3 separate regions of the Mus musculus genome follow, and all the other regions are linked to region 3. Evidence: chromatin contacts called from public promoter capture Hi-C data. All regions are on one chromosome and are shown on one strand. The core of a region is the stretch at or near the end of the contact, and the rest is flanking DNA. Distances in the headings are between cores, read along the strand shown. Region 1 overlaps Gm36419 (a long non-coding RNA gene). Region 2 has its middle 19 kb from the start of Gm36419. Region 3 holds the start of Papss2 (3'-phosphoadenosine 5'-phosphosulfate synthase 2).

Region 1 (2,700 bases), core at 165-2,664, 68 kb before region 3:
CAGGCCAGCATTTGCAGAGATCGAAGAGAAAAAGATTGATTATGAATTCATTGAATTAGAACCATGCCTCAACTACTGTTATAAATCATAATGTAAATATCTGACATGACTCCTGTAAAACGGTCATTCGACCCAAAAAGGGGGTCGCAACCCTCAGGTTGAGAACGGCTATCCTAGAAACTATTAGAATGGCATTCCTTTCAAGAAGAGCTGGGAAGTTAATTTCTTTTTCCTCCCCTTCAGACCTCAGCTGTGAGACTAAAAGACACAGGTTTGGAGATGAAATATGACCAGGTAGACAAGACAGGACTCACAGAAGCTATGGCTTCTGGCATCCACAGGGTTCTAATCTGAAGGGTGACTAATGAGCCAACATCAGCTGCAGGAAGTAAGGTACACGTGGCGTTTGATGTTGGAAATCTGAATTCCATAATTAGGGTAAGCCGTATTTGCTTTGGGAGAGAGTTAACTGGCATTTCCCCTTGGGAGCAGCTGTCTGTACCTGGGCCTTGCTGCTTAGTGAAAAGTGCCTGGTTTTGCTAGATGGTTGCTCAATACAGACTAAAAACAAACATGGTCCAGCTGGCTCCAACTAGTGCCCAGGAGCGTTTATCTAGGTTTACTACTAGAGAAGCATCCAACTGCAGGACAAGGTCAGAAAAATAAAATGCGCTGCTGCCTCCACCTTTGCTCTGTGTTCACCTTATTTCCACTCCCCCCTAAGCCCTGCAAGGGGATAGCTTACTCTGCAGAAATTGTCTTAAGATTTGTAGTAACCATAGATAAATTAGCGTCTGCCTGGAGATCATGAAATACTGTGGATGAGGACAGAAAAACAGAACCATTTGGTTTTCTAGAAGTTTTTTTTTTTTATCTTAGTTAGAGATGTGTGAGTAGCTTACAGCCTCCATCACCTTGAGTGATGGATAGGCTTTGTTAATAATAGATTATTATATGTCAACCTTAAGCAACTTAATGAGTCATTTATTTCTCTGTAGGTTTGAGAAAAATTGTTCTGTCAAGATATCAATAGGCGCAAACAGACTTATCGGGAAGCAGGGTACCTGTTTAGCCTTATAACCAGAGGCACTGGCAGAATATATGTTGGTTGGAAAACCTGTTTTACAACTGGGTTTTCTTTCTCTTTGGGGCAATCCATGACTCGGATGAATTACTAAAAAACTTTTCTAGAACGTCCCAAACCACTCGTCAAGTTATTAATGACATTTCAAAATTATATTTTATTAGAAACGTCTGTGCGATTAAAATGATGGCTCAATATTGAACGCATCCTAGAAACTACTGGTCTTCTCTATGAGATTTAATTATAGCTTTTTCAAAGTTTAATTTTAAGACCTGGGGGTTGGGGGAATAGAAATCAAACTCACCCGTTGCTCAACCTTGTCCTAGTCTGTGATGTGGGTGGCTTTACTGAAGTGCACTGTTTCTAACAGCACCCCCTTTATACACAGTTATTCACACAGTTTTCCAAGTAATCCTAGAACTGACTCAAGATTTCTGAATGTGTTGGGCAGGAGATGTGTTTTGGGCTGACTCATAAACGTAAGATTATTCTGGTCTTGAATAGAAGCAGCAGACTTGTTCTGGCAGACATGAATAACTGATTTAATGTTATCAAGCTCGGGATAAGCAGTAAACACAGTGAGAACAGACCTGGCTTAAAGTCCACAGTGACCTCTTTCAACATGGTTTAGCTCATGGCTCAGCTACTGCCAGAAAAAAACCAAACACTTTTATATTAGATACAGCTGCCAAACGCCATTTAGATAGCACAATAATGTGATGTTTTGTCTCTCCAATATGTGTATGCAGGTAGAAATGAGCCACATTATTTATTAAACAAATGAAAACCTAAACAGCTTTTGGGATTACCACAAAAACCCCACTAGGAAATCATACATACAGAGTATGTGATAAATCCCTTACAAGGTAGCTGGCTAAGCGTGAGTGCCTATTGGACCTTATAGGTTGTTAGCCATTGCTGTGAAACAAACTATCCCAAACTCGAGAGGCTTGAAATAGTTACTAATTATTGTTTGAGAGTTTATCAACAGCTGGATGGTTCTATTCACTGTGGCTGGACTCTGTCATGAATTTTCAGTCATCTGGGCTACATTTGTACTCTACTTCTGGTCTGGGATTGGGCTTACTCACAGGGTTAGAGCCTCTCTGGATGGCTGGAATGACTCAATTCTGTTCCATGTTTCTCATCCTTCAGCAGGCCAGCATGCATGGTTCACAAGGCAGTCACAAGACTCTGAGAGATGGACTTGAAGCAGCTTGGAATTCATAAGTGTGTGTGTATGTGTGTGTGTGTGTGTGTGTGTAGTCATACACAGCATATCCTAGGGTGGCCCATTTTCAAGGGGGTAGGAAAGGTATATTCTACTTTTTGTGGGTGGGGACTAAAAGTCACATTACAAAGGGAAGTTTGGACAGTTGGAACTAGTTTTGTAATGAGTGCCTCCATTAACATGAGCGTACAGAGGAAATGAAAAAAGTTGGTTTATAAATTAACCTTTTCTGTTGCCTTTATTTTTCAGATTTGAATTTGCCCTTTGAATCCTTGGTGGCATATGGTGGAATTGTGGCTAGCAGGTATGAGAGAGAGAGAGAGACAGAGACAGAGACAAAGACAGAAACAGAGACAGACAGAGACAGAGAGAGTGAGCGCGAGTC
Region 2 (3,083 bases), core at 531-3,030, 95 kb before region 3:
GTTGGAGATCATGCTGAGGGAGGGTGCCTTCCTGACTGATCTATTTTAGCTGTAGAATAGCAGTGCCCTTATCTAACCAAATACTGTAGGCCGAGGGAAGTCCCTGGATCTCCGTACCATGCTACAGAGTTCAAGGACTCCATCAGCCAGGGCGTTCAAAAGGCAAGATAGAAACAGTTGTCTTTTTCCTGGTCCTGAGCCCAACACAGGACACTCCCAGATGTGCATACAGACCTCGGAGTAGGTGGACTCTACACTGTCTAACCATGTTGCAAGGCTTCAGGTTTTCTAATAAAGAGGGTGAGGTCGCCAGGGTCACACTCAGGAGCTTCTCCAACCTGCTTCTAATTTTGCTTCAGACATCGACCTGCTGGAGGTGAGAAAAATCAGGAAAACCTTTTCAAGCTCCAACTGCTGTTGGCCTCTGTGGTGGGAACGTTTCCTGGAGTGTATTCACCCCAGATAGGACCCTACCCCAGATAGCACTGAAGGAATGTATCAATTTGCATTTTTCCATATACTGGCTGACACTTAAGCCAGCAACATTGGCTGATATGCTGTCTTTTTTTCACTGGATGGTTTTGGCTTCTTTGTCACAGATCAAGTGACCATAGGTGTGTGAGTTCAATTGTGGCTCTTTAATTCTATTCCCTTGAACTACCTGTCTCTCTCTGTGTACCAATACCATGTGGTTTTTAGGACTAAAAAAAATCAAACTTTCCAACACAATAAAATCCAAAGATATACGAATTTGATACTTTATATGGTATGCCACTGTGCCTAGCTTTGTGAACCGGTGAGTTTATCAGGCTTACCTAATGGAATACAGAGGACCCTTAAAACACCAGCATCACTGGAAGTCCCAACCAAGCACGAGTGTAGACCTCTCAAACACTGCAAAGATAGAGGCCCCTTTGCCTAACTGTTTACCGCCTAGTCACCCGAGGTAGCAGTGTGCAGCTGTGTACAGTTGCATGAGGGAACAAGTGCTGCTTAGGAGGTAGGGCGTGGCTGGCCTCCCTGGTAAGTCTCTGAAGCTTTCCCTTCCTCCTATGAATGACTGTGCATAGTCTTGCTGCCATTTCCTGCCAGTACTCAAAGCTGCTGATTCAGATGCTAACGGCCATGCTATGCTCAGAGGACAACATTCCACAGCAGTCTCACTCTTACAAAAAAAAAAGTGCTAAAAGCGTGTCTAGCAGACCTCCACGTTGCTTCAGACACCTCTTTCCACCTCCCAAAATCTCTGATTACTGTGTATGTATGTCATAAGCACTTTCCTAGATGGATACCTGTGTTCATTGGCATTCGCTCAAACACGTGTACAAGAGCCAGTCCTAAGGGAATCATCTCATGTAACGTTATAGCATACCCTAAAATTCTCCTACCCAGCGATAGACGTGGTGTTAGATTATAAATAGGTTCTGTATATTATAGAATAGCACTGGGCGGGGACCATACCTACACCTGAGAAGCCCTGGAGCACAGGAAGATTAAGTTTTCCACTTCATCCTGATACTGCGGTTAGTGCTATGAGGCCCATCTGGCCAGTGAGAAGATGGTGGAAGTTAGTGGTGCTATTTTATATTTCCTATAACACTTTAGGCTCCATCTAAATTGGCTTCAGCTCCCTCGGGACTAGCAGTGGAATTAGGACACGTTTATTTGGGGCTTTGTAGTCTGTTTCCATGATGCAGACTAATTGTGAACTACTGGACTCTCTGACTGCATCCCTGCCATAGAAATGTGTTCCAGATGCTGCTGCCCTTTGCCCCCTGGGGCCACTGGCTGTAATTGCTGAGACCAGGAAGTTGTAAGAAATGGAAGCTAGAAACAACTTAGGATGGGAGCCTCATGTCCAACCTCTTCAGTTTCTCCTGTCTCCCATGCCAGCTGATCGAACCACATGCTTAGTCTAGAAGGTTTTTTTGTTTGTTTGTTTGTTTGTTTTTTAGTTCATCAGGGGGTTGGACAGGCTCTTGATTCTTTTCTCTTAATTACACTCATTTATTTGTTGGGGTAGGAGGTGCATGCCGCTGTGTACTTGTGAAGGTCAGAGGACAACTTGTGGGAATCGGTTCTCTCCATCCGACATGTGGGTCTCCAGGATGGAGCTCATTGTTGGCCATGGAAGCAAGTGCCTTTACTCTCCGAACCATCTTGCTGGTCCAAGTTCATTGATTCTTGTATTAAACCATAACCTAGAATTATATCTGAAGTTTTTCAGAGCAAGGCACATGTACTGGCTGGTTTTGTGTGTCAACTTGACACAGGTTGGAGTTATCACAGAGAAAGGAGCTTCAGTTGAGGAAGTGCCTCCATGAGATCCAGCTGTAAGGCATTTTCTCAATTAGTGATCAAGGGAGAAAGGCCCCTTGTGGGTGGGACCATCTCTGAGCTGGTAGTCTTGGGTTCTATAAGAAAGCAAGTAGGGCAAGGTAGGGGAAGCAAGCCAGTGAGTAACATCCCTCTGTGGCCTCTGCATCTGCTCCTGCTTTCTGACCTGCTTGAGTTCCAGTCCTGACTTCCTTTGGTGATGAACAGCAATTTGGAAGTGTAAGCTGAATAAACCCTTTCCTCCCCAATTTGCATCTTGGTCACGATGATGGTGCAGAAGCAGAAACCCTAAGACAGCACAGCTCACACCTGTTGGAAGTTATTAAAATAAGGTGCAATCTATACCTTGCTGTAATTCCATATAGAGCCAAGTTGCAGCATATGTTTATTGATTTTATTTAAAAAAAAAAGAAAACCCCACCTGTTAGAGCAATAATTGTGACTCTGGCATGAGATTACATACCAGAGGTTAAAAATGCTGTGTGCTCATATGTTTTATGTGCATGCTGTGTATGTGTTAATTAGGTTTTAGCCCCATTTTTTATATGTCCGAAATCTTAGGAGAATTCTCAAAGAAAGAAGATATCTACGTTTGACCTCCATCTCAGTCCTCACTCAGTGACACAGCTGTCATCTATATAGGCCAGACCTCACTGTCCCACTACTGAAACCTGTTGATTCCATAAAGCAGGTGGCTTGAACAGAGAGATGGATGAAAACGTCAGGGCTCTGCCACCAACTTGCCA
Region 3 (3,117 bases), core at 453-2,952:
ATCTGTCCTTAACAGATGTGTCCTTTGGTTACTGTCACTGCTGTATAGGATTCCATTGCATAGTCATCATGGTTTATCTCCATGGTTTTTTTGTTGATTGACAGTTGGGTGCTTGCTGTTTCCATCATTTCTGCTTGTTTCTTTGTTTTGATTTGTGTGGTTGGTTTTGCGTTATTTCACCAAGTCTCACTCTGTCAATCACACTGGCCTCAAACTCATAGCAATCCTTCTGCCTCAGCTTCCTGGGTGTTAAGATTAGAGGCATGAACTAAAAGGATTCAAGTATGAGGTTTTGGTAGCTCAATGAAGAAAGAAATCTAGCTTCCACAAACTCATATCTAACCTTGGGTCTTAGTTAGGGTTTACTGCTGTGAACAGACACCATGACCAAGGCACTTCTTATAAGGACATTTGATTCAGGCTGGCTTATAGGTTCAAAGGTTTAGTCTATTATCAAGGCAGAAATATGGTAGCATCCAGGAAGGCACAGTGCAGGAGGAGCTGAGAGTTCTATGTCTTCATCTGAAGGCAGCTAGCAGAATACTGGCTTCCAGGCAGCTAGGATGAGGGTCTTAAAGCCCACACCCACAGTGACACACCCACTCCAACAGGGTCACACCTTCTAAAAGGAACGAGCATATACAATCACAGTTGTCACTAAAGCCTTGTCCTGGAGTCATGTTTTCTGTTTAAAGGTTCCCAAATGGCTCCATTTGTTTAACCAATATTTCTAAATCCCCAGAAATCCTTTGCAGACTCAGGCAGGGTTTCCCATTTTCAAAGCATAGCTGAAAGTTGAACTGGCAGGAGACGAGCATGTCTTTAGGCCATGGCATCTTTGCTCTTTCTGTCTGGTTCCATCTTTACCACAGGCGAATGAAGAAACCTAAGGACATTTTGTCTTGTTTCAGTTTGTTCTCTTGATTGAGGAATCTCCTCGACCCATGTGGCACCTTCATTTTAATGTTTTTAGGAAAAGAAATGCCAAGTTCATATTTTGTTTTGTTTTGCTTTGTCTATAAAATCTTCAGAAAAGCACGGGTTGTTGGTTTTTTTTTTTTTCTCTGTGTTTTGTCATCCAGAGACACTCAGATGGGGACATCAAGAAGTCTCTGGGATATAAGCGAAGAGCTATGAACATGTCACCATCTGTCCATTTACCATATGATATGAGGTTCTCTGCTCTTGTGTCTTTCCTTGGGCATTTCAGGAAGTTTTTTAATTCTACCAATGTCCTGTTGGCTTGGTATAATGACAAGAACTCATGGGGCACTGCCTCTGCCTGTCAGGAGCCCACACCTTATCCCATCAAAACTACATGCTGGGTAGGCACCCAGAGGACATCATGGTCCGTACTTCCTGAGCTAGAAAATAAGGAATAATTTATTCCTTTATAGATTCCAGTATAGATTTAAAAAAATTAATAACAGAGGTGATTAGGTATATATGTGTAGGTATGTTTTAGTTATTGTTTTTCTCCAAGCAGTTTATTAAAGTGTGCAGGCTGACCTCCGTAGATCATTGGCCTTTCCTTCCACACTAGAATTTGTGAGTTGTGCCAGCCAGAAGAGGAATGGCAGGGTTCCAAAAAAAAAAAAAAAAAAAAAAAGAGTCCTTGCTCATTGGTTGATAGAGGGGGAGGGTGCTGCAGTAGAAAGTCTGAATTCAGGGTTCTGGAGTGTGAGGTTGCCTTCTCTTCCCCATTCCCATTCACACCCACCTCACAGACCTTCACAGACTCTGCAGCTCATTCATTCACCCCAATGGCCAGCAAAGCCAGTTTGTAACCGAGTATTCTCAACATCAGATATCATGTCTTGGAGGAAGTTACCTAAACTCTGAAGAATTATCATGTCTGCAAATTTCAAAATGAACCATAAAAGAGTAAGTAAGCCCTTGAAATCTGGCAACTTTATCCAGGTGTCTGACGTTTTGCTGCTATGGTCTCAACAGTTTTTGTTGCAGACTTCCTGCTGGTATAGTAGAAAGCTTCAGCAGTGGCCTTACTGGTTGTGTGTCTGGGCTGCCTTCTGACACTCCAAATTATTACAATTCTTAGTAAATAGCTGGTGCTTAATAATTTTTATTTTTTAATTTTAAAGGGATAAAGTAGCTTAAAAATAGTATGATTCTATAACCAAGGTATAAACACAAAGTTATATATACGAAAAGGTAATGTAACTGGTGGTATATTTAGGTTTGTAACTGGTTAGTTTACTTAATAAAACAAGATCATGTAAGTAAACAATTTAATTACCAAACAGGTCATTCCTACTTCAGTAAGAAGTGAATAGCCAGGATTAAATAGTGGTTAAATAATAGTAGTCTTATCACAATTAATTTAGATTCCTCTCTGAAGTTTAAATTTTGTTTAATATTATTTATTTGATATAACACACTAATTTTTACAGCAGCTTAATTGAAATATAATTATTATACAAATGTTTGATATTAGATGTGTTTCTTTTGCTGAGTTTGGACATATATAAATCACCTGTCTCAGGTTTTTAGCCATAAACTGTATTCAAATCTACAACTAAACACACTTTAAAATATTTCTTAGCCTGGAGAAACATCTCAGAGGTTCAGGTCCTGGATTCTGTCCCCAGCATCCACATGTGAGCTTACAACTGTCTGTAACTCCAGTTCCAGGTCATCTGACACTCTCTTCAGGCCTGTGTGTTGCGGGAAATATTAAAAAACGACCGGCTCGCCCCAGCTGCCTGGTTGGCCATGCACTGGCAGGCAATGGCCGACCTGTTTTATTTCGTGGAGACTCTCTGGCCTTGAGCTCCCAAAACATTCCACCCAGCTCGCTAAGTTTCTACTGGCTGGTCGTTACCACGCCAGCCCCACGCTTCAACTCTCCCTCCCCGCCCCCCCTCCCCACGACCTTTGTGGTACACATCAGGTGCAGACCCACTCTTTGCTACTCTTTGAACCCAGATGAGCCACCACATGAAGGAAACCGCCAACACAAACTAAGTTCAGGAACAATGGTAACTTAACTCTGGACGCAACAACTGAAACCTAATCTTGTAAGCCTTATTATAATCCGATTCCTCCAGTGGTGAATCCTTGTGGATCCTCCATGATAATGGGAAACTCTAGCAGTTA

What was found. Promoter capture Hi-C pulls out the DNA fragments that hold promoters and counts their contacts.
Region 1: a contact with region 3 is called in a promoter capture Hi-C map of liver, with 3 times the contacts expected there. A contact is called at or near these places in 6 of 39 promoter capture datasets (3T3-L1-derived adipocytes, the C10 cell line, hippocampal neurons and 2 more), 5 of 484 Hi-C or Micro-C datasets (cortical neurons, embryonic stem cells, granulosa cells and 1 more), 4 of 130 datasets of targeted methods (embryonic fibroblasts, embryonic stem cells, intestinal villus epithelium and 1 more) and 3 of 9 other capture datasets (adipose tissue, liver and pancreatic islet).
Region 2: a contact with region 3 is called in a promoter capture Hi-C map of liver. A contact is called at or near these places in 8 of 39 promoter capture datasets (the C10 cell line, cranial neural crest, embryonic stem cells and 4 more), 18 of 484 Hi-C or Micro-C datasets (8-cell embryo, the AML12 cell line, the G1E-ER4 cell line and 7 more), 9 of 130 datasets of targeted methods (the HPC-7 cell line, bone marrow-derived macrophages, embryonic stem cells and 3 more) and 4 of 9 other capture datasets (adipose tissue, embryonic stem cells, macrophages and 1 more).

The regions. Positions count from the first base shown.
Region 1 is chr19:32,550,092-32,552,791 of GRCm38.p6, forward strand. Gm36419 (a long non-coding RNA gene) reads left to right here. Exons shown (of 4, transcript XR_877812.1): 3 at 2,565-2,619. Among named protein-coding and RNA genes, the nearest start is that of Gm36419, 8.1 kb to the left of the region's middle.
Region 2 is chr19:32,522,946-32,526,028 of GRCm38.p6, forward strand. No RefSeq gene overlaps it. Among named protein-coding and RNA genes, the nearest start is that of Gm36419, 19 kb to the right of the region's middle.
Region 3 is chr19:32,618,303-32,621,419 of GRCm38.p6, forward strand. It overlaps Papss2 (3'-phosphoadenosine 5'-phosphosulfate synthase 2), which reads left to right and starts at 1,703. Exons shown (of 13, transcript NM_011864.3): 1 at 1,703-1,884. The coding sequence starts at 1,852.